Regions from separate parts of the Mus musculus genome. Here regions 2, 3 and 4 are each linked to region 1. Evidence: chromatin contacts called from public Hi-C and Micro-C data. All regions are on one chromosome and are shown on one strand. The core of a region is the stretch at or near the end of the contact, and the rest is flanking DNA. Distances in the headings are between cores, read along the strand shown.

Evidence for each region. Hi-C and Micro-C count contacts between places; a contact is called where the count stands out from the background.
Region 2: a contact with region 1 is called in a Micro-C map of B cells, with 4 times the contacts expected there. The contact joins two enhancer-like sites. A contact is called at or near these places in 1 of 39 promoter capture datasets (pre-B cells), 1 of 15 datasets of contacts at CTCF or cohesin (large pre-B cells), 4 of 484 Hi-C or Micro-C datasets (B cells, cortical neurons and group 2 innate lymphoid cells) and 3 of 115 datasets of contacts at active chromatin or transcription factors (astrocytes, large pre-B cells and pancreatic cancer cells).
Region 3: a Hi-C map of Th1 cells shows a contact between it and region 1, with 4 times the contacts expected there. The contact joins the promoter of Spred1 here to the enhancer-like site in region 1. A contact is called at or near these places in 5 of 39 promoter capture datasets (the 3T3-L1 cell line, the HPC-7 cell line, hippocampal neurons and 2 more), 20 of 484 Hi-C or Micro-C datasets (CD4 T cells, CD8 T cells, DN3 thymocytes and 13 more) and 12 of 115 datasets of contacts at active chromatin or transcription factors (the 230-238 cell line, T-cell acute lymphoblastic leukemia, astrocytes and 8 more).
Region 4: a Hi-C map of pro-B cells shows a contact between it and region 1, with 3 times the contacts expected there. The contact joins two enhancer-like sites. A contact is called at or near these places in 7 of 39 promoter capture datasets (the 3T3-L1 cell line, the HPC-7 cell line, hippocampal neurons and 3 more), 1 of 15 datasets of contacts at CTCF or cohesin (CD8 T cells), 12 of 484 Hi-C or Micro-C datasets (B cells, CD4 T cells, the N1E-115 cell line and 9 more) and 1 of 115 datasets of contacts at active chromatin or transcription factors (large pre-B cells).

What each region holds. Positions count from the first base shown.
Region 1 is chr2:117,443,847-117,451,066 of GRCm38.p6, forward strand. Gm32137 (a long non-coding RNA gene) reads left to right here. Exons shown (of 2, transcript XR_001783446.1): 2 at 6,299-6,644. Among named protein-coding and RNA genes, the nearest start is that of Gm32137, 7.5 kb to the left of the region's middle. Within about 2 kb of position 3,240, at least 52 of the 459 cell types and tissues checked have an H3K27ac peak or open chromatin away from gene starts, as enhancers often do. A contact at or near this core is called in the 230-238 cell line, B cells, CD8 T cells and 12 more, where this site is marked.
Region 2 is chr2:116,971,802-116,979,021 of GRCm38.p6, forward strand. No RefSeq gene overlaps it. Among named protein-coding and RNA genes, the nearest start is that of Gm46758, 59 kb to the left of the region's middle. Within about 2 kb of position 4,095, at least 300 of the 459 cell types and tissues checked have an H3K27ac peak or open chromatin away from gene starts, as enhancers often do. A contact at or near this core is called in B cells and group 2 innate lymphoid cells, where this site is marked.
Region 3 is chr2:117,116,959-117,124,178 of GRCm38.p6, forward strand. It overlaps Spred1 (sprouty protein with EVH-1 domain 1, related sequence), which reads left to right and starts at 4,113. Exons shown (of 7, transcript NM_033524.3): 1 at 4,113-4,798. The coding sequence starts at 4,767.
Region 4 is chr2:117,176,496-117,183,715 of GRCm38.p6, forward strand. Spred1 (sprouty protein with EVH-1 domain 1, related sequence) reads left to right here. Exons shown (of 7, transcript NM_033524.3): 7 at 807-5,784. The coding sequence ends at 1,454. Among named protein-coding and RNA genes, the nearest start is that of Mir674, 5.0 kb to the right of the region's middle. Within about 2 kb of position 2,481, at least 12 of the 459 cell types and tissues checked have an H3K27ac peak or open chromatin away from gene starts, as enhancers often do. A contact at or near this core is called in pro-B cells, where this site is marked.

The DNA of each region.
Region 1 (7,220 bases), core at 1,990-4,489:
GATTGAAGCAGGAAAACACTGTCTTGCCATCTGTCATCAAGCCATTTTGTTTCTATAAGAGCAGAGACCTTAGTATAAACAGAACAAACACTGCAGGCAGTGATACAGCGTAGTCTTTGCCATAGTTCTAGAAGCCAGGGAAGGCATGAGGTGACCCATGTTGACTGGAAGTGCATGCCCATCTGCACGGCTTCCTGCATCATCTGCATGGCTTCCTGCATCCGCAATCAACAGTGGCTGAAGGACCTCGAAGGGACAAAGGCCAGGACTTTCTTCAAAATCTGGGTGGTGAGTGCTCTTAATGATAAATATTCTCAAAAGAGCTACCCTCAGCAGCATGTTCCTCAGGGCAGCAAGCCAAATCACAGAACAACCATGGCTGTAGTCTAGAGCCTTCTAAAAATAAAGTTTGGGTGCTAGGAGCCCCATTCCAGGATAGATGTAGCCTAAGAGATTGCTGAGGCTTGGGGGAATAATGATATAGACCTGAAAGGAAGGCCTGAAGATATCTATCTATCTATCTATCTATCTATCTATCTATCTATCTATCAGTGTAAGAAATCGGGCAGAAAATGCAAATTTGGCCAGTGTGTAATGGTCTCAATAGGGAAGTTACACACGCCAGAGCTTTGCAGATCCAGTATTGAGGAAGCTGCTACGGTAGCTATCCATCACATAGTGACTTCTGGACCCAGATATGTCTACAAGTGTATTTTATGTATGTGACATAGGAATAGAGGAAGGTGTGCTTGGAAAAATACTAAGTGTTAACTAGATAATCTCTTACATAAGGAATAGCAGTCATTGCACTGTCACTGCAGACCCTAAAGCCCTGTCCCTCCCTCATCCACCCTCACCAGGCTCAGTCCTCCTTCATGGTATTTGCCTTTATATTATGCGTTGTGTATGTTGCTATGTGACAAAGCTTTGCACTGTATGTTCACTTAAAGTGATTATTTCATTAGGAAGAACTCCTATGCAATTAGGGTCTGGACTCCACTTGGCTCTTTGCCTTAACAGCCCGTTCAGCTGCCTTCAGCTGCACCCTTGAGCGCCGCCTTCAGGTAGGTCCTGGTACTAGCCTGATGTTTAAGGGCCTCAGTATTGCGTGCAAACTAAAGCCTGCAGCCAACTTCCTTAGTGTCCTGCATGAGTTTATGGCACAAGTCCCAGAAAACAGAAGTATGCCTGACTGCTTATTCTCACAGGAGATTTTATTATCTTGTGACGACCTAATACTAATTATTTTCATCATACTTAATTTGGAGACTTTAAAGTGGAAACTTACTAGCCAGAAGACTCAATTCAGTTGAAACAGTGGTTTGAGTCACTAGCCACTGAGGTTACTGCAAAGATGAGCAAAATTACTATATGTTTTTAAAAATTGAATTATAAGACAATGCAGAATTCGAATTCAGGCTCTTATTTTTTCTTTTTTTTTTCATTTTTTAAAGATTTTATTTATTTTATATAAATGAGTACACTGTAGCTGTCTTCAGACACCCCAGAAGAGGGCATTGGATCCCATTACAGATGGTTGTGAGCCACCATGTGGTTGCTGGGACTTGAACTCAGGACCTCTGGAAGAGCAGTCAGTGCTCTTAACCACTGAGCCATCTCCAGCCCCCTCTTATTTTTTAAAATTTCTAACCCAGTTGTTCTTCCCAATTATTCTCTTTCCCTTCTCTTTGTCTCTTTCTTTTTAAACTTGGAAACTCCCTGCTTAGATGATGAGCTGAATTTTCAGGAGAAGAGTCTGAGATATGGAATTGGAAGCCCAAATGAAGCTGGCCACGCCAGCCTTATTGTGACTCCCTAACAGTTTAGTAAAAGGCTGAGGCCAGGATTGGGGACTTCAGTTGTACAAAACCCACCAGAGCCTCACAGTCTGCTTCATCAACACGATCTGTCTGTTTTGGAAAGAACTAGGCTGTGCCTTCCCAGACGCTGCAGACCACTCTCCTTCCATGTGGATGCACTGACGCTACCATGTGTCATGGAGACTGGCGAGTCCCATTGCCAGCCATACGACTTACACTTCCCAGATAACTTTGTAAAGACACCGAGACCTATAGCGATCAAGTGAGTTAGATCTAACTGGACTGGGATGGCTCTACTGGGAGCCAGCATCAAGGGACCACTGGCTTAGCATAGCTGAGATTCCATTACAAAAGCTAGAAGAGGGGTTGCTTCACCTCTCTTAGACGTGTACCCTTTCATACCTTTAAACTCAGGCCCTTAATAAGGAGCCTTGATGGAGATGTGACAGCCAGACAAGTGTATTATCTTGTACTGATAAAATATACTTTTCAAAATTCAGCACAGGGACTGAAGAAAGATGGCCCAGCTATTGAGACTGCCTCTTGATCTTCCAGAGAACATGAGTGAGGTTCCAAGCACTCACTTTTGGTGTTGCACAATCCCCTATAGTTCTGGCTCAGAGAGATCTAAGTATCCTCTTCTGGTCTTTGCAGGTACCTTTGACCCCCCTGACTCTCTCACATACACATAGCCCTTGTTTCTTCCTAGCTGCAAACTGCAACATTTACCTCAAAGCCACTATTAACCTCTTATTTCTGAAGAAGAGTACAAGAAAGATTTAAAATTTACTTCTTAAATGTCACTCTTGCTAACACATTTTAAATTGGTGGAGCAGAAGTGACAACACAGGCAGCCTTGGGGTGGGTGAGGTTGTGACATAAAGAGCAAGAACCCTCTAGCCACGGGGTATTGGCCAGCTCTTTTGGTAGCTGAATGTGCTTCTGAAGTGTAGCTGTTCAGCATGTGGTATATCGATGGACTGCACCTGCCCCCCACCCCCACCTCCGCCCCCGGAGTCAGGAGCTGGCTCACAGATATGTATTCTAGACCAGACGAAGCTCTGTGCCCTTCCATCTCCCTCATACTTGATCTGGAGCAAAGGGTTTGGTTTGTGTTCCTTCCTGTTTGCCAGTGTTAGCTGGCTCATGCCAGAATGGACTGAAGACATCTTTTCTAGCTCATTCTTGCTCTTTTGTGCCACGGTTTTGAAGAACAGGGAACTTAGACAGGTGAGTTGTTCCTGGGTGTGTGGTCAGGGTCCTAGCCAATCAGGGATGCTCAAGATTGCAAGGTACAGCAGGGCCGCTCTGAGGGCTTTCTGTCAGGCACTTGTCCCACCTGGAACTCTGCTGAGGGCTGCAGCCTGCCATCTGAGAGCTAACCACCATGCTGACTCACCATCCTTGTGGTTGAGAGAACATTAGCGAGCAAGAGTCTCCCATGAGCCTTAGCGCTTCAAAATATAGGACAGAGAACCTCCACCGGAAGGGTATTTGGCTAGTGAGAAACCAACCCTTTCCTGTCCTCTTTCTCTCTCTCTTTTACTCTGTATTGTTGTTAAGTGGCCAGGAAGACATGGGCTATTTGCTCTCAAATCCCCAGGGAAAAAGTGAAGTTGAGTCAGGAACCAGGGAAAGTGACAGGTATAACCTCTGTCTATAGGAACTCTCTGGGGTACAGAGGATGCTACCTATCTGTTGCTGCTAGGCTTCCTGCTACAACTAACCCTGTACCTAGCACAGCCTCTGCCAGTCCGTTGGTAAAGCTCCATGCATGATTCTTAGAGAAATGTTGTGACCATTGCCAGAGACCTTCAGAAATCTCAGACCAGGGCTGCAGCTTGGATAATTCAGGGATGCAGGTGGGGGGGGGGGAGGGGAGGGGAGGAGATGAGGGAGGTTTTCTTTCACCTTCTATTCATGTTTTCACCTCGTGCACTAATCGGAATGCCCAGGGCATGGCAGCTCTGACCCACTCAGGCTTCCTCCCCAACCCACTTCCACTGGTAGTGACATCTTACCTCAACACCCAGTTCTTCACCTGGCATATTAAGGCACAAAAATAACAACTTGAACATACAGTGAGGTGGCAGAAAGACTAAGGTATTTATGTCCTAATACCCAGAAGCCGAATATATTGCTTTACAAGGCAAAGAGGACTTTGTATGTGTGATTAAAATTATGGACCCGAGGTTGGGGAAGTTACCCTGGATTCACTGGGGGTCAGCTCAGTTTAGTGCTCAGAAGCAGACAACCTTCCCTAGGCAGAGGCAGAGAAAGGTGAGCATGAAAAATGTTGAAAGAAAACATTTAGAGTTCCAGTTCTCTCTCTCCAATATCAGGATCTCTGTGAAAGGATAGGAACTGTGGGTGGCCCTACTCGGCAGCTATCAAGGGAACAGGAGCCCCGGTTCCCCAGATCCACACAACTACTGACATCCAAATAAGCGAAGGCGCAGCTTCTCCTTTGGGGCCCTCAAGAGGAGCACATTCATGTTGACACTCTATTTTCTTTCTTTCTTTCTTTCTTTCTTTCTTTCTTTCTTTCTTTCTTTCTTTCTTTCTTTCTTTCTTTCTCTATCTCTCTCTCTCTCTCTCTCTCTCTCTCTCTCTCTCTCTCCCCCTCCCTCCCTCCCTCCCTCCCTCTCTCTCTCTGTCTCTCTCCCTTCCTTCCTCCCTCCCTCCTTCTTTCTTTCTTTCTTTCTTTCTTTCTTTCTTTCTTTCTTTCTTTCTTTCTTTCTCTCTTTTTCTTTTTTTTTTGTTTTTTTTTCGAGACAGGGTTTCTCTGTGTAGCCCTGGCTGTCCTGCAGCTCATTTTGTAGACCAGGCTGGCCTTGAACTCAGAAATCCACCTGCCTCTGCCTCCTGAGTGACACTATTTTCATCCTGCCGGACTACAGAACTGAATGATAATAAAGTTGCAGTTTCAGATTGAAAACTGAGTCAGTTCGGTACACCACCAACTAATACTAAAACAGCAACAGAATGGAATATATTTTATACCTGGATACCCCCAGCCTCCCCGCCCCCCACCTCTATACCCCTAGTTTCCTTGGTGGCTGTGAGCAGCACTGTCACACTATGTTTGACTGAGTACTGCTGACCAAATGGTCATCTCTTTTCCCGAGCCATATGTTTTTTTGCATCATTGGGTTAGCTTCTTCACTGGTGTTCGCTTCTGGCATCTTCATTTCTCCAGTATCCCAGTATCCCAGTATCCCAGTATCCCAGTATCCCAGTATCCCAGTATCCCAGTATCCCAGTATCCCAGTATCCCAGTATCCCAGTATCCCAGTATCCCAGTATCCCAGTACACAGGAACCTCAGAAGTTTCCCCTGATGTGAGGTCCACACCTCTCACCACTTGCTAATCACCCACTCTGTGACAGGATCCTGATGGAGTTTACTTTATTTACTTCTTAAAACAGCTTCATGGTTTAACATTAGCCTCACTGTACAAACAAGAAACCCAAGGCTCAGAGGTAGTGTGCGTTTCAATCTAAGGACACAAGGCAAAGAATTAGGGTAGAATCCAAGAGAAAATACCTTCTCTCGGGATATATTCTCTTGAGGCGGGCAAGTTGTCCCAAGGTCCAGCTAGTGTGTCTGCTGACACCAGATCTATACAACTGATGGATTTGCAGGGCACTGGCTCAGCCCATCTGACTATGCCCTGTCCTTTGGCTGCTTTGCTTTTCTTCTGGCCCAGTGTGCCAACGAGGGCACTGTCATTTGGATGCCAGAGAAACTGTAGCATTCCGGAGGTCCTGCTACCCTCTCCTCTTCTCAGATCCTATGTATTTGCTTCATCCTAACAGACGCATAGAAGATGCCGCCTGAAGGTTTGCAGGGATGAGTGGTGAGGGTGTCCTGGGAGAAGCTGTGCTGTCTGCTTTGTCCTTTATAATTTGCCTCTGGCTCCCCCTTTTTATAACCCAGGCTCTTGGTAGTGTGTGGTGGAAATAAGAAAGTCAGTTCATTCGTGTGTGCTGTCATTTCTGCTGATTGGGAATTCTAAACCCTGTGATGTTGCCGCTGTCCAGGGGCTTGGAGTAGGCCCTGGGGTCTTAGCAGTTTTTGTAGGGTTAGTAGTAGCAACAACAATAAAAAATGAAGTAATTTTTTTGTATATGAAAATTGAAACAGTCCTTCATGTGGCTGAGAGGGTGTTGTCTTGTAAGAATATAGACACCAGCAGGGCAGTGTTTACCAGGTTCTGGTCTCCTTGGGCCTCTCTGAGGACTCAGGGATCCTCAAACAGTGAGTGTCAGCAAGAGAGGGCTGGGTTCGAATCCCCCATCTCTTGCTCTGCAATTCTGGGAGTCACCTTAGCTCATAGCTTCAGGTTTCCTATGTGGAAAAGACAGGTGAGTTGCCTAATCCATAGACTTGTGAAGATTACATTTAGAAAATGGACCAAGTTTTATGCACTAAATACATAGAAATAAACATCAACCGCTCTTGCTTTTTCAATGCAGAGCAGTGTCTGCATGCTGTCCTGCAATCATTTTGGAGCTGACGACCATTTCAACTTCAGTGGGGAGGACCCACGTTCAGTGCCATCTGAAGCCCCCACTGCTCTCTCCCCACAGGGGATTCCAACCAGGAAGGTTTTAGGCGTCCAGTTTTTCTACCCCACGTGCTTCACCTTCTGTCTTCATCCAGAAGATCTGGGTTCCACCGTGAAGGGTGGACAGCTGCTCAGCATCATCTGGCCTGTGTCTGCTGCACACACCTCCTCTTACCCATATGGCTGCAGTTAGCTTTTCTCTAACTCTTCATGGAAATTACAACTAAAAGAAAATGTTACCATTTTCCACGGGATGATTTTCCCATGACTCAGCTATCTTTAATGTTGATATTTAGTTCGTGTGTGTGTGTGTGTGTGTGTGTGTGTGTGTGTGTGTGTGTGTGTGTGTTTCCTTCACCAGGCAGGCTGAGCTGTGCAGCCTGATGCAGACATCTGAGTGACAGAGCCTGTCACACACACTGATCTTGTTGAGAAGAAACTGCCACCTAGTGGCATGAACAGGCACAGGGCTCCCCAGGAGCTCTAGTTAGCTGGAAAACAAGATAAAACAAAACAGAACAGAACAGGACAAACAAACAAACAAACAAACACAAAAGCCAATCAGTGATGGTTGGTTCCTAAAACTGACAGACTATATGATGTAAGCCATCACAGACAGTGCACATCCCCTAAGTGTAAGTGAAATAGTTTCAGGACAAATGAATATTGAGCCAAAAGTCAGATTGACAACCACTATGTCACTAAAACATGACATCAAGTATCTTCGAATAAACTTAAATCCAAATGATGGTCTATGAGTAGAAACAAATCTAAAACAAATGGCCCAATTAAGAATGAGGTGGTCATATGAATTTATCCAGCACAAACCT
Region 2 (7,220 bases), core at 2,845-5,344, 470 kb before region 1:
AACGGAACAAATGCTCCACAGCCCCAGAGCTTTGTTTCCAGAAGCATCTGGTGGCCACTTCCAGATTTCTGAAGCTACAAATGACAGGAAGCTGTAAAGGCAGCTATGTGGTCCAGAAAAAAAAAGGGGGGTGGGTGGGGGTGGGGAGGAGTTACAGACTTGAATGTTTTGCCATTATTAAATTTCCCACTAAACCAGAGTGTTCAAAGTTTGCCAGATTTTGCCTAACCTCATCCACATTTAACTGTCTCCAGAAAACCAGGAAGACCATTTAGAAGGAAGACTCATTCATGTTTGGACTCAGGCAGACTCAGGAACCTTTGATAGCACTATCCTTACCCTGCCTGGCCACACCACAGAGCAGTCAGCAAGATCTCCCTCAATGGGCACAAAATTTCCCCTGGAATTTACAGAGCAGAAACCTTAAACACATATCACCAGAAGAACCAGATTACATAATGTCTCCATCACCCTCCTGACAGCTACAATTATGAGTCAATTCTGGTTTAAATATGAAACCGGAAGCTCCGCATTTCCCCTCTGACTATGTGGCAGGCTAAGTTAGAGCTCTCCCGGCCTGTCAGTTTGGAGATCTGAGTCGCTTCCACAGTCACTAATCTAGCAAGAGACCAAATGACCGGGTAATTAAAAGCAGCACTGCAGTGAGCCCTGCTTCGTTCAGGCCAGATGTTCTTCTTGCTCAGCCATTACCCACATAAGGAACAGAAATACACCCTGCCCCCAGCCCGGCCCTTTAAATTCTCCTTTTCTTTATCCTTTCCAGCTAATTTCCGGCTTCTGATCTTTCAATCCCACAAAATAAAGTAAAAATAAAAGCCCCATTACGAAAAGATGACATGTTATTGAACACATGACTGTAAGTTGTAATGCGCTCTGTAGTCTCCTCTTTGTACGTCTTAAAGCATTCCAGCGCTGGAGACGTTAAGTTACCCTGGCAACCTCACATGACTAAGGACTCCAGAGAGCCCCACCTAGCTGCAGGGACTCATTTAAGTCAACAAGGACCACCCCTACACTTAGTAGCCCGGAGATTGAGTAAATAGCACTGCTAGGGGGAGTGGGGTTTATTTTAGGGACCAAAAGACTGTTGAATGAGGCAGCTTCTCCTTTTTTTCTTTTTCTTTTTCTTTCTTTCTTCTTCTTCTTTTTTTTAACCCCAAACACAAGACAAAGACAAATAAAACTCTCCATCCTACCCTTTAGCGAAGCCTCATTAAGGTCGCGGGTCAGCTGGTAAATAAAAGCGAGGTCTTCTGGGCATTTTTCTACTTAATGGACAAATTACAAGGCTCAAAAAAAAAAAAAAACCCAATAATTCATTCCTGGAAAAAAAAAATGGCAATGTGTGACAGAACTTCTGTGAGCTTATCAGATTGAAAAGGGCACTTTGTGTTTGTCTCTCTATTCAGTCTGCTCACTTCACTTGAGGCTGCCCTGGCTTTAGAACCCCAGATGCCTGAAGGATTTTCAGGGACAGAGACGGAAGAAACAATCTTAATTCTGATTAGTGGTCATATTTATGTTTGTTATTTAACCCTTTTAGAGTAATTGAGACAGAGTTTCTGAGTGTCCCTGGGCTGGCCTCAAACTCATTGCGTAGCTAAGAATAACCCTTGAACTCTCAACCCACTTTCCCAAGTGCTAAGATTGTTGGTGTGTACCACCACACAGCATTTGACATTTGGATTGTTAATATTTGCTAAGACCACTGCCTGCTCATGACCAAGCTGAAAGGCAGAAAGGAACAGGATTACTTGATTTCTAGAGCACTCACCAGGTCTCTGTGTGAGGGGCACTGCTAGTGTGTGGCCTGTGCTCTAGCCCAGGTACCTCGTCTGTGGGGCTTTTTGCTGTGCTGGCCAGTCGTGTCTACAAGGCTAAAGAGAATGAATGAAGCTGAGAGGATCTCAGCTGTCAGAGAGGCTGTCTATACAAAAGCAAAATGGAGACCAGAATGGCCGTCAGATGAAACCCCAGGATAAGAAAGGAAGTTATTGTGTACAGCAACCTGCTGGTGGTCAGACTATGCCCTAGTAAATAAGGAAACACTGGGGCACCATTCTTGAAGTGGACTACCCATTGCTTGATCTGTGTGTGTAAGAAGAGAGGAGAGAGAGAGAGAGAGATGTGCTGGGATTATGCTTCAGGTAGGGCATTCTCCTCTTCCATCTTGTGTTCATTTGCTTCCTGACTGATGGTGTGTGTGTGTGTGTGGTGTGTGCAGAAAAAAAAAAAATCATATATTCCAAGCCCCAAAGAAAAAATATCCTAATAGAAGTATAAGCCAAGCCCCAGGTAACAATCACCATGGAGACACTGGAGTAGCACATGAGCCGCAATGATGCTTACCACGCACAACCATGACTCTGACTGACCATCCTGTTTCCATGGCATGCTTAAAGAGTGAATGATGGACGGGGTACACTCCTCACTGACGTAAAACATGATTCATGTTAGCCAGAACCAACCAACCCCAAACTTGGAAAGAATGAGTCCCCCACCTGAGTGCCTGCTCTCCTCTGGGTCATTTCAGGAAACATTTGAGGCATGTTTGTGCTCTCAAAAATGTTCCCGAACCTTCCCTTCAAACTTCTCAACGTCTTCCTTGCCCAGGAACCACCTTGTGCTCACTACTTCTACTTCTCGTTTGGAATTATACAAAACAAACAAAACAGAGGATCGGACTTCATTCGCTCCTTCATTGAATGTATTTGCCTAGCATAAGTATTGTTAAGGACCTGCTCTGAACACAGAACCTTTCCCATACTTCTAAACAAAACAAAACAAACAAACAACCCCCCCCCCCCCAAAGAGATCATGATGCTCAAGGCAGCACACGCCTGAACTCCAGCACTTGGGAGGTAGAGGCAGGCCGATCCGGAATATACCACCATTCTTGGCCACAGAGGGAAATTCAAGAACCAAGTCTCAGAAACACAACAAACAAAGCAAAGCTACAACAAAAGAATCCTGTTCTCTAGGAAGCACCTGCTGGGGAAGAGACAGACTTAACTCCTAGAGGAAAGAAAGCACTATAAAATCAACTAGAGAACTCAATGAAATCTTTTTATATGGGTGTTACTGGGCCTTCAGTTCACACACTTGCCCCATGGGTATATATATAAGGTGCCCACCTCCAATTTAGAAGGAATTCCATCCTTCTTCACGGAATCAGTTCCTGAGCCTTAAGATTTTCCCCGGTAACAAATGAGAACCGCTGTACCCAGAGCGGCTTTGTGAGTTGCCCAGTCACCCACTTTTCTCCAGGGGGGAAGGAAGAAACTCAAGAGTCTCAAAATAGCCCGGTCCTAGTCCTTCAACAAGTGCAGGTTACATCACTTTACAGGGCTGGTTGTGACATCACTTCTAGACCTGAACGCGGCCCACCCCACCACTGAGAAAATGGAAAATGCTGAGCCGCAGCCTCAGGACTTTTTCATCTAGAGGCAATTTCTGTCTGCCTAAACCTGACTGCAGGGCAGGTGGGTGCAGAGCCCAGCAAAGAAGCCTTTGAAAGCAGGAACCCAGGCTCTGCAGGTCAGCTTGGAGCAAGTCCAAACTGGGTTCTAGCCCGCACACACCCCCGCCCCCTGGTGACAAGCAATCTGTTTATGGGGACACTTTTGTGAGGTTACAGAATCTCTGCAAGAGAGGGAGCGGGTTCTGGCCTGGTTTCTAGGTAACCCGCCACACCAAGGTGCACAAACACGATCGGACAGAGAAGAGGGGTAAAAAGAGAAGCTGGACGGCCAGGGCCCCCTCCCGGGCCGCCGTGAAACGCGCTTTAATTGCTTCAAAGAGCCCTTCTCAATGGGGTTTCAGAGGCGCGGGAGCGGGTCCCCAGCGAGGGCTCCTTTCCGGCTGGCCAGCATTCCTGGGCGCTGCGAGGGGAGAGCCCGCGGCTCATTTCCATGCCTGTCGCATACTGCCTCCGTTGTGCCGGGCCGGGCCGCGAGGGGAGCGCGGCTGGCAGCGAACAAAGCCCCATTCATCCCCGGGGACGGCTTCCTCCCGGACCAGCCGCGGCCGCAGATGGGCTGGCTCGGGCACGCCATCCATCTCCAGGCCGGGGAGCGCGGCCCCGCCCGCGCACAGAGCGGTGATGCAGGGCGCCCCCGGGCTGCCGGACCCAGGCCTCCACGGAGGGGGAGAGGCTGTGCGGGGACAGGCGAACACTGAGGCTTTTCAGTCGGGAAATCCCGTGTCCTCGCCGGCTCCTTGAGAGCGAGGATGTCAGTTTCCACCGCCCTCTTCCCCACTCCGGCCCCCCGGGATGGTACGGTCCGTCTTCCCTGGTTGTGAAGGGACTTTGTTTCTCCTCTGTGGCCTCTGCAGTCCCCACGAAAGGGTCACTTCCTGACTTTTGTGTCTCTTCAATTCAGTGCCTTCAAAGTTCCTCCCCTCTGGTTGTGACTAAGTACATAATTGCGAGGCTTATCCATAAGGTTTTCCAGAATTCAAACATCCCTCCAGGTTAGTCTGGGACTGTAGCTTTGCAATAAACATCTTTTGTGTGTGTGTGTGTGTGTGTGTGTGTGTGTGTGGTTTTTTTTTTTTTTTTTTTTTGTCTTGTTTTGTTTCCTTTCCCTCTCCCCTGCTGGCCTGCGGGGAAACGCACTTGTTCCACAACTGTTTGCAGACTCCATGCGCTTTTCCTTTGGTCCCACGTGTTAGACCCCCCCACCAAAGAAAGCTACAGAACTCTAACGTCAAACAGAAGTGAGGCTAGGTCACTTTTCCTTCACTCTGAGGAAGCCCCTCCAGGCTGAGTTTCACAGCCCAAGACAGAAACAGGCTCCAGACACATTCCTCCCGGGCGGATGCAACAGGGCATGGCAGGATCAAACAGCCACCAGACACTGGAGAGACTGGCTCCAATCTATCCATCTTCCAGATAAGAAACGATAAGATCTGAGAGGGGAAAGGATTTGTTCACCTCAGGCGGAAGCTGGTTCATCTCAGTAAAAGACAAAAACAAAACAAAACAAAACTCAAAAAACACAACAATTAAAAAAAAAAACCTTCAAGAAAAATTATTATTCACCAAGTCAATTTGCTTTTCTGCTTATACTAAAAGAGAGCTCTCCTCCAGTGCAAGGGAATTGCTCCTATGTTTCTTTTACTTCCTGCATTTTGAACACCACTGGCCTCTCTCCAAAACAGACCTCTTTCCTCTCGAGGGGAATGAAAACCTTCAAAATGTTCACAAGCAGATAGAGTGACTCTGCACTCGTTATTTCTGAAGGTATGGGGGTGGGGAGAGAAAATTCCAAGTGCTTTACACAGGGCCTCCCTAATTCCTCACAGTAGGCTCTGAACTGGATTCTATAGCTTCCTCCCTTTCACTGAAAAAAAAGGAAACAAAGCTGAGAGAGACTGAGATTAACATTTTCACATTTTCAGGGTCACACATAGGTTAAATGGCCAAAACTGACTCTGAGCTCTTCCAGGCAGAGACGTTGTTTACACAGCCACAGGGCAACAAACCCGGGTACCGGGAGGCTCTGGGCGGATACCAGGTTGCCGGTGAGAGAACACCTCATCCTACCCAGAGGGGTGAGCTGACAGAGGACTTGATTTACCCGGGAATGCTTCTTCCGGAATGCAAAGTGCTAAATTAATTACCACTCCCTAGGCTGCCTTAGCATTTTCTCTTCCAAGGAATGCTCTGGAAATAATAGTTCCTTGGTTTTCTGTCAGGGAAACCTTGAGTTCAAAGTTCAGGCCTACCATTTCCAAGATGGGAGAGGTTTGAAAAGTTATTTGACTCCTCATCTATTAATCAGAGGAAATAAAAGCCATTTTTGTTCTTGTGAGGATTTAAATGAGCCAGCCCATGTAAATGCTTACCTCCACGTTTTCTTCATTATCATTTATATCAAGTCAGGTAGACAGCATTAAGCTTAATTTAAAGCAAGATTTTCTTTATAACAAAGAGTTACTGCTCACCCATATATATATATATATATATATATATATATATATATATATATGTATATATATATATCCTGTATTCTCTGGAAACTCTACATGGTGTCTCTTCATTCATCCCACAGTGGTTGCCTCAAATGTCGCCAGTCATCATGGCAGAAGGGACAAGAGAACACTGGAAAGTAATTAGAGCAGTAATGAGTGGTCAGATGGAAATACAGAATGACGTCACCCCTCAAAGCTCTTAAGAACCAATTCATGCCCCAGTCACTAACCCCAATGACTATAAAGCCAGGACCTGTATGTAATCCTGCTTTGTCCCCAGTCTGGGGAACACCAGAGGGTTAGGGTTAGGTCTGAAAACGCCTGTAACCAGCATTAATGAGGACCATCAAATAACACAGCTTTCCTTCCAGAGGATAAAAATACCAATCCTTTTTGAGACCTCCAACGTCACAGAGCTAGTCCATGACACTTCACAAAAGGTTTTGTCTTCTCAAGATTCTAGTTATGATAAAATTCAGCAATAGTTCCTGCCTACAACAAGCGACCAAAATTGTTTCTCTGCATTCTACCTCCCTGTAAACGGAAAAGCAAAGGTCACAGCGTAAGCTTCCCCTTCTACACACTGAGGCTGAGGGTCAGAGTGGGAAGAGCAGAAAACGTGAAGACAAGAGCAAAAGCAAGTTTCCACCAGGGAACTGAGGCTCCCCACAGGAAGTCCTGTTTGCCTGTCTTGTGATCCTAGCCCTTGGAAGGTAGAGGGAGGATTTGGAGTTCAAGGCCAGTCAGGGGTATATATAAGACCTGTTGTTTACTGCCAGCAAGCGCCCCCCCCCCCCGCACCCCCAAGTTAAAGGACTAAAAGAAGGATGCTACAGAAGACCTTGCCGTGGCAGTGAGGGCCACTGATACCTCCCTTTGCCAATGTGAGATCTGAAGCTGCATCTTGCAGAAGCAATTCTTCACAATTCGCTTGCCTTTGTGCTGGCAGTCTCCGAACAACTGGAAGGCATCTGGACTTCATTTGATGAGTGCTTTGCTCATAACCAAACCTCCATTTCTCTTGTTTTTTTTTTACTTCTGCTCATCTTCCTTCTCAAATCATCCCACTGTATTCGTGTGTGTGTGTGTGTGTGTGTGTGTGTGTGTGTGTGTCCATCCCTAGACCCTTGGTGCCATGGTAAGGGCATTGTTCTACAGAGACTTGTGCCCTGATGACTGCATCGGAAGGTGGCAGTGTTGAGTGGGGAGGTAGGGCTTAGTGG
Region 3 (7,220 bases), core at 2,863-5,362, 330 kb before region 1:
AGACTACTGCTTGAGATAAAGCCACATGATAGTGGACTGCAAATGCTACCAGGTAGATGAAGATGTTGCAAGGCTCTGCCATCAGACTTCCACTGATGAAAGAGTTCTACCAGCTCACCCACTTCTCCCACCAATACCAAGAGCAGGTTCCGAGGCTAGTGGGACTGCTCTCAGGCCCACACAGTAGCAAACTCTGCATCGAGTCATCCAATGTCCTGGAGCTTGGGCCCCAGGTGGACGCTTAAAGAGTTTGCAGCAGCAGAGGCCTTCTAGCCCCACGCCACTGGGACATATCTTTTGTATTTTTATACTTCAAAACCCAGGCACTAGGCTCTGAGCATCCTTGTAAGATCACTTCTGTTCCACAGTTAAACAATATTTTAATGTACAATATATATTAAACTGGTTCTGTAAGCCAGGCAGTCCTTGAACTTGCAATCCTCTGACCTCAGCCTCTACATCAGCTCGAATCATAGGGGTGTGTCAGTCAGGCCTAGAATGATTGAAACTTGAGTGGGCAATATATAATATTAAAGGTAAGTAAGATCGTCAACTACTGGTAAGTGGTGGGAACTGCAAGGTCCTCTTAAAATGGACACAGAAGGATCTTAACTTAAAAGAGTTGGTAGCTTGACCACCACCTACACATTCATTTAGGCTGTTGACCAGTCTCTCTCTCTCTCTCTCTGTATGTATGTATGTATGAATGTATGTGTGTGTGGACAGCACATTACTTGGTGTAGGATAAAGACAGTTTTCTCATGTATGTATGTATGTATGTATGTATGAATGTATGTGTGTGTGGACAGCACATTACTTGGTGTAGGATAAAGACAGTTTTCTCATGTATGTATGTATGTATGTATGTATGTATGAATGTATGTATGTATGAATGTGTGTGTGTGTGGACAGCACATTATTTGGTGTAGGATAAAGACAGTTTTCTCATGTATGTATGTATGTATGTATGTATGTATGTATGTATGTGTGGACAGCACATTACTTGGTGTAGGATAAAGACAGTTTTCTCATGTATGTATGTATGTATGTATGTATGTATGTGTGTGTGGACAGCACATTACTTGGTGTAGGATAAAGACAGTTTTCTCATGTATGTATGTATTATGTGTGTGTGTGTGGACAGCACATTACTTGGTGTAGGATAAAGACAGTTTTCTCATGTATGTATGTATGTATGTATGTATGTATGTATGTGTGGACAGCACATTACTTGGTGTAGGATAAAGACAGTTTTCTCATGTATGTATGTATTATGTGTGTGTGTGTGGACAGCACATTACTTGGTGTAGGATAAAGACAGTTTTCTCATGTATGTATGTATGTATGTATGTATGTATGTGTGGACAGCACATTACTTGGTGTAGGATAAAGACAGTTTTCTCATGTATGTATGTATGTATGTATGTATGTATGTGTGTGTGTGGACAGCACATTACTTGGTGTAGGATAAAGACAGTTTTCTCATGTATGTATGTATGTATGTATGTATGAATGTATGTATGAATGTATGTATGTATGTATGTATGTATGTATGTGTGTGTACAGCACATTACTTGGTGTAGGATGAAGACAGTTTTCTCATCTTACCCAAAAGTCAGTTCTGATGATTTCTGGGCTGCACAGGAGCCTCAGACAGCTGTGTCTCCTCAAAAGAGAAAGCTGCCTTTGCAAATGGCTACCTTTGTCCTTAATCATAACTCTGATGGTTATCACTGTTGATGGCTTACCAAGGGCCAGGCCATGTGTCTACTGGGGTGCACAGGAAACGACAGATGGTTATTTGTTGAATGACTGAACAATGCCGAGTGCTTTTCAATTAACCTTCACATGCCATCACTTTGACATGGGCTTTAGAACTTCTGTTTTATAAAATTATAGTGAGAACTGGACATACTACCACCTCAGAATTTGTACTAAGTGCTTTATGTGTGTTGCTAGCCCATCAATCCATATAAAAGCTCTGTGAAATAGATGCTTATTAGCCACATAAACTAGACAGAATTTAAGTGAGTTACTTAAGAACAGGCTCTGGGCGATCAAGCTCTCCCCTCCCACCTCAGTACTGGGGATTTAGCCGAGGGTTTCAAGTCTACCTCTTCCCACTCCAACCCCGGGCCTTCCACTACAAGGCTAGAACTTTGGCCCCCTTTTCATTTTAAATTTTTATATTGAGACAGGGTTTTGCTAAATTAAGGAGGCTAGCCTTGAACTGGTTCTGTAACCCAGGCAGACCTTGAACTTGGAATCCTCCTACCCCAGCCTCCACATTAGCTGCCAGTCTGGCCCGGATTTAAACATGAGCGGGCAAAGCCAGTTAGTACCTGGAGAACAGACTAGCACCTACACTCTGGAGTTCAGGTTCTTCACATCCTAAGATCAAGTTCAAAATGGTAGGAGTGGAGATCTCTTCCCACGCTCCACTCACTCACTCCTTTTTCCCATCCCCACTTGTTCCTAAGATGAACAATCCTGCAGACGCGGCTGGAAGTTATATAAAGAAACCTCAGTGATCCACGGTATGGGTTTTTGGTGCACGGCTGGCTGGGTTAGCGCCTTTATTCCTTCGTCAAACACACATTAGGCACTCTTATGTGCACAGTACTGTTAGCACATTAGTGTGTACTCATTCGGAGGAGAGCAGCAATTCTGAGGCTTCCTGGAAACCTTTGGCTGAAGAGTGACGGTTTCCTTAGGAGGCCCGCTGGACTTCTTCCCTTGGAATTGTTCTATCTCTCAAGGTGGCTGGAACAGGAAGCTTCCTTCCCCGGGGGTTAAGTAAACTTGAGAACAAAGTGAAAAGCCTATCGCAAAACCGCCTAGGGAGACGCCACAGGAACTTAGGAGCGCTAGGGAGTCAGTCCCCCAGGCCATCTTGTGTATAAGCTGACTTCTTAGAGACAAGATAATAGAATTTATAGAGCTAGGAGTTCCTAGCCCTCCGGTCACAAAGATCCCAGGCTCCAGCCCTCAACCTTAGAAGGTTCTTGTGCAAAAAAGATCTTTTGGGATGATTGCATACATTGTCCTCTGACAATGCAAACGTGACAGCTGCCTATCCAACAACCGTTCCGCCTCTGTTCGCCAAAGTTCGTGCCACACAGGCTTCTCCTGCGCTATAGTTATGCAACCTCGCTCGCAGCGGGAGTTATTTCCTGTGCTGCTGGATGCGCCAGATTCATGTAACCCGCCTACCCCGGGCTTCAATGGAAGCCGTTCTCCATTAACAAGCACTCGTGCTTCCAGAGATGAATGCCCAGCATTGCATGCTGTTTGCGCAGTGAGGATCGCGCTGCGAGGTATTGAAACCAACTCTTTCTACACACACACACACACACACACACACACACACACACACACACACACACACACACACACATCACACGCACACAACTACCCTTGTGCAAGAAGCAAGGGAACTGCAGCAATGCAACTAGAGGGACAGCAGGAGGAGCTCGCTTTGCAGTCCTGGCCTGTAACCCCCACTAAGAGATGAACTCATGCCAGTTCCATTCTTTGCAAGAAAAACACAACACACGCGCGCGCGTGCACGCGCACTGAGCAGTACGGAGTGGCCTCCCGATTTCTTCCCCGAGCACACGGTGTGCTGCCCGCTTGTCCCGGCAACCCGGATATCCCAGGCCGAGTAACGGGGACTTGAGCGTCGCAACAATGCCAGTCCCGGAGCAGCTCGGCTCACAGCTCCCACCCCCGCCCCCTTTCCTCGGCGTGCCAAGAGTTTGGAGCGCGCGCACGCACACGCGCGCGATGCAGTGCAGCGACATATCCCTCCGCCACCCTCCTCGCCCCGCTCCCGCTGCCCGACGATTTGGGAAGCGAGGGGAGGAGGGAACTACTTTCCTGAAACTTGTTATGCTGCCCACGATCCAGAGCTGCAGTGATTCGACTGCGGGCCGCGGCTTTTAGGTTTCCCCCCGACCCCTCAGAGGCCCCGCGCCTCCGGCTTGCAGCCGCGCCCCACGTCCGCCCAGCCGCACCCGCGCGAGCCCCGGCGGCCCAGAAGTCGCGAGGGACTACTTCGCCTGCCTCTCCCGCGGGCGCCCCCGGTTCGAGCGGCGGAAGGAGCGGGCGGCGTGAGCGCTTCCGCCGCCCCCCTCGCGGCTCCCCTCTCGCGGGCGTGAGGAGCGGGCCGCCGAGCAGCGCTGATCTCGGCCCTCGTCGCCGCCGCTCGGCACTGTGCCCTCGGGCTCCGACGCTCGCCTCGCGCCCTGCCTGCGGCCCCTCAGCTGGAGCGCGTCCGAGGCAGCCCCTGAGGGCCGACCAGGCGCGCCGCGCGGGCAGCCGGCGGCCAGGCGGGAGATGGTGCGCGGCACCTCGGCGGGACCGCGCCGCCTCCCGCAGCCAGCGCTCGGCTGCCCCCCGCCGGCTCCCGCCGCCCGCCCGTCGCCGCGCCCCTGAGAGCAGCACCGCCTCAGCCACCGGCCGCGTCCCCCTCAGCGCCCGCAGTCGCCCGCGCCGTCTCGGCTTCGCACTCGACCTCGGCGCGGCAAACCGCTGGGGTCGCCACGGCCGCGCTTGCTGCCGCCGCCCCCCTGCGGGGGTGGCCGGGCTGCCCGGCTCGCGGGGCACCGCTCCGAGTGAGGCATCCACCATGGTGAGGCCCCCGAGCCGCTGCCCGCGCGCCCCGCCGGCCGTCGTCGCCCGCCGCCCCTCGGTGCCGCCGCTGCCGCTGCTTCCCTGCCTGCTGTTGCTCCTCCATCTCCTGATCGGATCACGGTGAGGGAAAGATGAGCGAGGAGACGGCGACTTCTGACAACGAGTAAGCGAGCCCTGGCCTGGTTGAGCCCGGGGGGCAGCCCCCTCCCCCCAGCCCGTCCCGCCCGGGAGGTGATAGATGCCCGATGTGTCGGGCCATTTTCTTTAATGGCAGCACCCCTTTTCATTCGTGCATTTTCGCCTCTCTGCTTGGGGAAGGGTATCGAGTGCAGTGCAGAGGCGGCGTAGCAGTCGGACGTCTCCGAGACAGAGTAATAATGTGGGTAGCTCAAAGTGGAGTAGAAACTACCCTTTGCCTGCCCTTCACTCCGGCGTCAAACCCGCCCCCCCTCCCCAAACACCTTGAACATCCAGCCACCCTGCCTCTACAGCTATTTCGCTCGGAAACTAATGTGTGGGAGCACCTCCAGCCGCAAACTGCTCTTGAATCCTAATTCGATGACTCAGTGACTCCTAAATACCGATTAAGCCTTCGCCCCCCGCCCCACTTTTTAAACTTATGACCTATACTATTCTAGTAAAAAGATAGGGTTAGGGAAACATTTTAAGAATTAAATAGGATTAAGGACACCTGGAGTGTGGGCGATGTTGAGCTATTGTGTTTTTTTATTATTATTTTTTTAACCTTCGAGAGTATTGAACCCGTCTTAATCAAGAACAGAGTAATTAAAAATTTTGAATGCTAGGGTTTGGCTTCCGTCTGTGATAAAGTACGGTTTACATTGCCGAACGCGTTGGTGACTTCATCAGAGCTTGATCCATAAGTTTTTGCTTTTTTGGACTGTCCTTAGGTTTTCCAAATGAATCACCGTGCCTTTTAAATATTTTGCTTTAATGTAGCAGCCTCTTGAAGGAATAATGGGGCTGTAAGAGTTTCCTGTTGAGAGTTAATTTGGGGCCGAATTTTGGTGTCTGTTTTTTCTGTAATTGAATTCAATTTTTGTTTGTATTTGGAGGGCTATGAAGAGTTAAATGAAGTCTAGTCCTTAGGATGCATTCCTTTAAATAAAGTGCATTCCTCAAGTCAGATCTTTTCGAGAAGGCTTTAAAGGCCCGTTTACCATAAAATAGCAGAAAAATGCCGAGCAACGCCCCCCCCCTTTGAAAAGCACGCATTGAGGAGCGGGTGTGGAAGGAGGTGGATTGCTGCAGTCAGTGCAGTCTAGAAGCAGAAGTGGCCGCCATGTTCTCTCTTTTTGTGAATCGCCCTCATTTGCATAGCACACTTCATTCATAAAAAAAATAATTAAACATCCATCACCTTGGACAACTTGAAAGGCTTTCCTAAGAAAACCACTCGAAGCTTGTTTGTCCTTGTGTAGATTTTTGGGTTCAGGAAGTGAGGAGAATTTGAAGTTTTAGATTAAAATTTGGAACATACGCGCACACACAAACAACTACCCCAGTTCTCAGAATGTTGACACAGTTATGTGGGAAATATCAGTTCGGGGAGGTGCTGGGATCACGTGATCGCCTCCATTCATAAAATACCTGGCTGTCCATTCACAGTGCAGTACACTGTCACTGCCTTCCGCAGACTAGATCTATTTTGAGCCAGATCAAGAACCCTGTCTCAATGCTGGGCTGAGAAAAACTGCGGAAATGCTGAAGGGAATGACGGGAACTTTTATTAGTATCTTGCAATAAAGCAGCTGGGATAAAAATCTTATGATCTATTTTAGAGATGGGGAAAGATGTCTTACCATTTTAATAGTTTAGAAAGTAGTATTGCCTTACTTCGGCCAAAGAACAAATGATGGGTGTAGATTAAAGCAAATGTAGAATATATTGTTTCAAAACAGGCCTTTTTTTTTTTTTTTTTTTTTGGTACTATAGTAAATTGAAAGTGCAAGTAAGTGTATGAAAGAGATCTCAGTGGATAGAACCGTTGTTGAACTAAAATGAAAAAATATTAATGATTGTTTTAATTCTCAAGATACTGATGCTTTCAAACAGCCCCCACCCCACCTCCAAATGTACTTATGGGCAACTGGGAAATTATTCATTCAGATTTTTAAAATTGTTTTCACAAAGATATACTGCCATATTAATACATTGTCCTGAGGAGCCTTGTAACTGTTAGTTTGGGTAGTAAAAGGGTGATCTATTTTAGCATGTATTGTCCTCTGAGAGCTTTTTCATGGGGCAAAAATGGGTGGTGGTGGTTAATGAACGTGAGGAAATGATTATGTTCATCTGCTAATAGTGGCTGCTAGACCTGACACTGTTTACTTGAACCTTGGCTCTGCCACAAAGTGGATTTCTTGGAATGTCCCGTTTAATCTGGTCATTGTAGAGCTCATCTTTAACATAGGAGGTGAAGTTTTGAAATGAAAATTCATTATTTGTAATCACACATTAGGAAAAAACGAGAGATTCAGTAGAGCCCTCGTGGGCTTAGGTTTGGTTTAAAATGGCCTTGTTTTAATTTTGTTCTTTTCTCTCTTTTCTTAAACTATCCTTCA
Region 4 (7,220 bases), core at 1,231-3,730, 270 kb before region 1:
TTATCTTCCAAGTGTACCAAACATGATTGATTTTGCCACTTCCATTTTCTTTCTCCCTGTGTCCAGTAGTATGGTGTTTTTTTTTTCAGAGTCCTCACCAGGAGGACCTTATAGGCCATATTCTTCCTGTACTTTCTCTACCATAAAACACTTTTAGTTAAAAATTATTATCCGTTTCTCCATTTTTAAAGCTGTATTACAGTGGCTCCCAGCTTCTTGGCACTATAAATCTGTAAGACAGAACCAGGGGTGAGCGGATGGAGCTCCTGTTGGAAGGGATTGGCTCATCCAGAAATGGGATACAAAGCCAAAAGTTAGTCCAGGTCTCGTGGCGCAGACCTACAGGGCCAGGTACTCCAGGCTGTGGCAAGAGGAATGAGAGCACAGGAGCAGCTTTGATAGCCTCGTGAGACCTTACCTTAAAATACAAAGGGCAAAGAGAGATAGCCGATGGAGCTCGATGGTAGACTGCATATCTAGCAGGCATAAGACTCTTAAGTTTAATCTTCAGTACTAGAAAGAAAGAAAGAAAAGTGAATGCAGGAGAAGCCATTAGCATGGAATGAGGGAAAAACTGGAGCTTGTGTGCAAAGGCACCCTGCTGGCAGAACTTCCTCTTGCTCTACAGGGAGGTAGTCTTTGTTTCAGGTGTTGTCTGATTGGCTGTGGTCCAGCAGCCGAAGTGTTGATCTCAGTTAAAACTTGGTCACAGAGCTCCTTGAATGAATCCCTAGGTGGGGGTCATCCTACCACACTGACATAAAATCAACCACCATCGTCCTTACTGCAATTTTTATCTTGTCTAGGTCCCTTTGAAGTCAATCAGACATGTCAGCTTTCAAGATGAGGATGAGATTGTTAGAATAAATCCTCGAGATATCTTAATACGTCGATATGCAGACTACAGACATCCGGACATGTGGAAAAATGACTTGGAGAGAGATGATACTGACTCCAGTGTTCCATTTTCTAAACAAGACAGTAAAAAGTCAGACTATCTCTACCACTGTGGGGATGAGACTAAGTTAAGTTCTCTGAAAGACTCTGTGGTATTTAAGACACAGCCTCCCTCGTTAAAATTTAAGTCAAAACGAAGAAAAGAGGATGGGGAACGTTCTCGCTGCGTATACTGCCAGGAAAGGTTTAATCATGAAGAAAACGCCAGGGGGAAATGCCAGGACGCTCCAGATCCTGTTAAAAGATGCATATATCAAGTTAGCTGCATGCTCTGTGCTGAGAGCATGCTATATCATTGTATGTCAGACTCAGAGGGAGACTTTTCTGATCCTTGTTCGTGTGACACTAGCGATGACAAGTTCTGCCTAAGGTGGTTAGCCCTGGTAGCTCTGTCTTTCATTGTACCATGTATGTGCTGCTACGTCCCTTTGAGAATGTGCCATCGCTGTGGTGAGGCATGCGGGTGCTGTGGTGGGAAACATAAGGCTGCTGGGTGAAGCAGTCCAGGGCCGGCATGAGCTTAAACCTTCATCTCCAGGAATTAGCTAACTTGGATTTGTGGAAGCTGTTGGCAAGCAATATGGAATCTTGCCGGTATCATTGGGGCCATGCGTGGAGGAAGCAGAACTCATCAGTTCTTGTGATTTACAGATGCTAGCCGTGCCTGTTTCCCTGAGTGCATGGCATGTTCTGGGACAGATCACAGAGCATTTTCAGAAGGCAGTCATTTCTGGTTATTGATTACAAAAGGTCAACATAGAATAGGATCCAACTAAAAGGGATTAATTTTGGCATTTTCATATTTATGCACTAGGTGATGGGACTTTTTAAAGATTTGAATTCTTTAGGACATTAACTAAAAAGTGCACTAAGGGACAGTGATTTCAGTACAGAAAAGTTAGTACTTGGGAAATTAAGAGATAAGACAAGTGCAACTAAATCATTGGTTGTTTTTTGAAAGCAGTTTTATGTATAAATAACAAATGTTTATATTTAACTAAATGTAAGGTACGAACTATGACATATTAAACTTTTCTTGCCCTTCCTAGTTCTGAGGTAGATGTGCACATATCTGCCACCACATTCCATATGTGTTGAGTAGTTAACTCATCTAGTTAATAACGTTTGTGTCCATGTGAGAGATTCGGTGAGTTCATCCTCAGCTCTCTTGGGCTGCAGTTTATATTGAGTCATATCTGTACATTCTGGAGATCTAAAATCTTTAAAATACTCTAATAGCCTTGAGTGACCAACCTTTTTTTTTAAAGCACAGATGTAATTGTCTAATGTTCTGATGGAAATGTAACACTTATTTTTATATAAAGAGATTGAGTAAACAGAAGAAATTGAGGGTTCCTTTAGTTGTTTTGTTTCTGTGGTATTCAGCCAGCAAGTTGTTTTCTTTCAGAGTTTCCTCCTTCAGAGAACTTAACTGCATTTATAAACGTTTTACAAGGCAGAAGCATTAACTGGATAGTTAGTGTGAAACAGTTTCCGCTTGAGATCTCCATTTCTCACTCTGCTGAGCCAGAACTCGCACAGCTGTTTCACTGATTTTCTGTGCTTATTACTCACATAACAATGGTAATTAATACCTTTCAGTTGCATTTTATTATATTTCAGGAGCAAAGTTACTTTGCAGTAACACATATGCAGAATTCTCCCAGGAAAGTATTCAATCCACCATTGTGAATGGAAATCTTATACACCACATTCCTGTCGCAGAGCATTTGTATTATGGGATGTTTGATTTACAAAGTAGTGTGATATGCTCCAGCAAACAGGTTAAAAATACTTTGAGGTCAAATTGTCTTGGTTTTGTTTTTTTAAAGTGTTACTATTAAAACTCTTGTGAGGGATTGTTGCAAAATACTCCCTCAGGAAAGAAAGCAGTGTGCCTTTTTTGCCTTTTTTTTTTAATGGATTAAAGTTTCTGAAGTGATAAAAATGAAAATCACACTACCATTTGAAGTCCATTCTCCAGGTTTTCAGTGTCATTTCTGTGCAGTCAGTTTTATGTGTCACACTTCGGCTTGTGTTGGCTTTCTTCTTTTGCCCCAGATTAAACTGAACAATGTATATATATATAACACTATCTGTCTGTAAAATACTTTTTTTAAGAAAGCATTTATATTTATATGACAGCTTGAACTGACAACATTATGTATATAGATCATCTTGAAGTATTATTTCACATTGAAAAGAAGAAAAATATATTGATAACTATAGATGTTATGAAGAAGAGGCTATTTCTAGTTTTGTACTAAAAATCAATTGGATGAACTAAATCCAAAACCAGACACTGTCGCAGCAATTTTCAGTCTTATTTTTACTGTTTCTACATTGGAGGCTGCTGCACAGATAGATGATCTTCGTCCTTGCTGTTTTCAGAGGAGCTTGGTTTCCTAGAGCAGACTGTTACCTTTCAGGATTCCTTTTTCTTGCTGAAGTAGAGTCCTGGTTTTCCTTATGAGTGATTATCCATATTTGTAAGTTCTGGGTTTGTAATTCAGGTTGGAGCAAGGTGTGAATAACTAAAGAAAATAACTTGCTGGCAATATAGGAAATGCCATGGAAATAAACTGTGTATATACTTCTGAGAAGAACAAAATTAATCATTTTTTTTTTCTGTTAAGCACTAGTCACTATAGTGCATCTCCTGGTTCTGTACTGTATTTTATACGCAACGTACATGCTTTAATATTTTAATGTTTGTGCATTAATATTTTCAGTTTGTTTAACCACTTTGCTGCTAAGATTTTGCCATCCCGTTCCCATTTTTTCCTTTACAATTTTAAACATTTCTCTTCATTAAAAACTATGATAATGAAATTGTTTTTTTTTTAACCTTGGATTTTTGTAATTAGCACACATGAATTCAAGCCAGTCCAGAAAAGAAACTGATGATATAATGTTAATGAGTCTCTTTGTGAATTAGATGGACAGTTTAATCCAATTCCCAACATGTACGTGTAGGTGGATTCAAGAATGATTTCTTGTTCACTGTACAGATTGGGCGCTGCCATTGGGCATTTTCTTTAAAACTTCTCTTTTGTCTAGAATGTAAGCAGATAGCTCAACAAAACTGGTGAAGTAAAAGTAAATATTGAAAATGAAATCATCTGAATAGCGTGACCCAAAAATTCTCCAGCTGGGGGGCCTGTTTGCTCCTGATCTGTAGTTCTCAGAGGATGCTTGCAGCCTGTGGGGAAGCCTTAGATTTCCTGAGCAGTGCTTGCGGAGCTGCAGTGCCACCTGCTGGATGGCTTTAGACCAGCGCTGAAAGATGGAAATGGTGTCTCCAGTAAAGGAGGGCTGTGGGCTGTTCAGGGTGGCCAGTGCCCACCAGAGAAATCGGGGGTGAGGAAAAGCGCTAAGGAGTGTAAGTAAGTCTTTCCCCAAATGCATATGGTTGCTGGAAGAATTGAAGCACTTTTTCCTTACACATCCTGTTTTAAAATATTTATTGAAACTTGGAACTGGCAATCAAACTTATGTATGTACTGAAGCATTTATACAACCAGTTTCTTCAACTCAGAAGCCATTACCAAAATGGTATTCCTATTTTCTTCCCAGTACCAGTCAGGGAGAATTAAAAAAAAAATAAACATAATTACCTGTATTTTATCATGACAACTCCAGAGAGTGTGTATGTTTCTGAGTAGATGTTGATGAGGCAGGACTTAAAATTTAAAGAGAAAAACTTGAAACTACCTATTTTCATTGGTTATTCAGCAGTGCCTAAAATGAGCTTCTGAACTATTACAAATGCACTTTGGATTCATGTGTACAGTGCCATCTGGTTCTCTGGGTCAAACTTGCTTCTCCTCTCCCTCTTTCTTCTCCCGTAACTAAGTGGCACACAGGCATTTCTTAGTGTTCGTGTCGGTCTTCAAAGTGCAGAGAACGTGGTGGAGAGAATTTTATGGATCTTTTTTTTCTGTTAAAATTGAATGTCTGATTATATTTGCAACATGTAACTTGGATTAATGTGTTTTAAAGTAATTTTAATTGTAGTCCAGCAGCACATTGAGCAAGTGTAGCTTTTCTGAAAAGTAACTTGGAGAACTTCAGTTAACCGATAAAACCAACTCATCACTAAATGTCGCTGCTCTTCCTCTTGATTTGATCTAGATCCCACTTCTGCGTCTTACAGGGAACACCAAAAAGTTGCTAGTAAATGATAGTAGAGAAATAGAGGGAGTCAAACAGAAAATATTAAAAATATGCGCACACAGACAAACAGAGGTGATTTATACAAACCAGAATGAAGGTGGGGAGGGAAGGAAAATTACAGGGGGCTTTAAAAGGTACCAGTTACCTAGCAGCTGGGCAATTAGAAACCTTTCAGTTGCTTTGGTACACTGTCATCCATTGTTCCCAAAAGCTAAATTTGCAAAAGCAATTAGTTTTATTTCATTTTTTCAAGAATTTCCTAGTCGAAAGCCTTTGTATTAAAGATGCACAGGTTTTTGTGTGAACAGGTTTTTTTGTGAACAAGTATGTTGTACATTTTTGCTGTTATCTTGACCTCAGAAGTGCCTCACTTGTATATTACCCACCCCACCCCCACCCCCACTAGGAGCCTGCCTGCATCTTTCTAATAAGCAATGGAAGCCCGCTTAACTCCTGTCCTAATGCATCTTCTCACATAGAGCTGACTGGCTGAGAGTTGTGAGTATATCATGTAAATACGCACATAGGAGTTTGTAACTGCTTTTGTTCTGTCATATCATGTAATTGGACGTATCAGATGGTAGACTCTTTGTTTCAGTGATTTCTCCTCCCCTGGAATTACCTGATTAAACCAAATTGTGAAATTTAAAAGGGCTTTTCTCACTTCTTCAGAACATATAGCTGTGTAAGATCCTAATCACTGGAGAAGAAAGCAGGGGAATTGGACACTTTCATCTGAATGTGGTTTCATTCTTATGAGCTGTATCCTCTAACTGAAGGTTTACCTACAGTTCGACTTCATCACCTCACCCTTGATTCCAGATAATTAATTGTTAGTTGTTAGTTTACACAGTTCCTAGTTTGTATCCATGCTGCAGCTGCAACAATTAGCCACCTTAAGGGTGTGTGGCAAATGTTTAACAAACTGAAACTTTGTGTGCAAGTGTGTATGCACTAGGCACTAGCCTTTGTAATACAGGGAGCATTAGGGCAGAATCGATTGTGATAACATCTTGATACCCCAACAATGCTTTTATTAGATTATTGTGTTACAGTTGTAGTTACTTGAAGAATGAACTGTACCCCAGTCATGTACCATGGCACATAGTTGTGATTATTTATAGGCTTTCAGAAAGTTACTTATGCTGTTCACATCAAGTCGGTACCAAGCTTAAGAACAGTTTTAGATCAGGGAAGTTGAATAGGGCACTAATACAATGGTATGTGCAACAGCATTGCTTACGGGAACAAACAGATGGCATCCTTTATGGCTAAGGGTGCTTGCTAACTCTTCTGGGTGACCTTACTGGTCCCCAGTACCCATTCAGGCTGTTCACAATGATGTGTAATTACAGTTCCAGGGGATCCAATATGCTCTCTGATTATGGAGGACACATATACACATGGCATATATTCATACAGATACATGCACATAAATAATTAAAAATCAGTGAATGTATAATAGTTGGAGTGAGTTTCTTTAAAATTGACTGCTTTGAGATCTTAGATCCTTGAAATAAGTGATGATTCAAAAATCTAAATGTAATATTAAGTCTAACAAAATAGAGGGTTGGGTTTGTGTGTGTGTGTGTGTGTGTGTGTTTTTTTTTTTAATCACTTAATCCTTACTTATGGGTCTGTGCTTTCCTAAGAAAAAGGTTTAGATTTGGGAGATTAAAAAGCGCTCCTAAGGAACACCCCGGTTGCTACCACATTTCATCTGACTAGAGTCCTGGTGCAGTTCTGCTTGTGATGTCGGCTTCACATACACTTCCCAGGGTAGGAACAGTTATGTGAAATCAAGTGCTTGCTTTATTTACCCTCATAAGAGAATCATCTTTTATATTCTTCTTTACTTCATTTCTGGGCCCTTACTCAACCATCTTACTGAGGCATGGAGAGTCCCTTAAAAGTGACAGCATTGGATTGCAGTAGACCACTGGAGGACCCTTGAGGCCTGGCTGCTCTACCTGGCCCCTCACTGTAAAGCGCTCTTCGCTGGTGATGCTTTCCCACAGGGATTCTTATTCACCAAAGCAGTGGCAGATACTGCTGCCCCTTGGAGCCAAGGAAAAGCAGTGATCTCA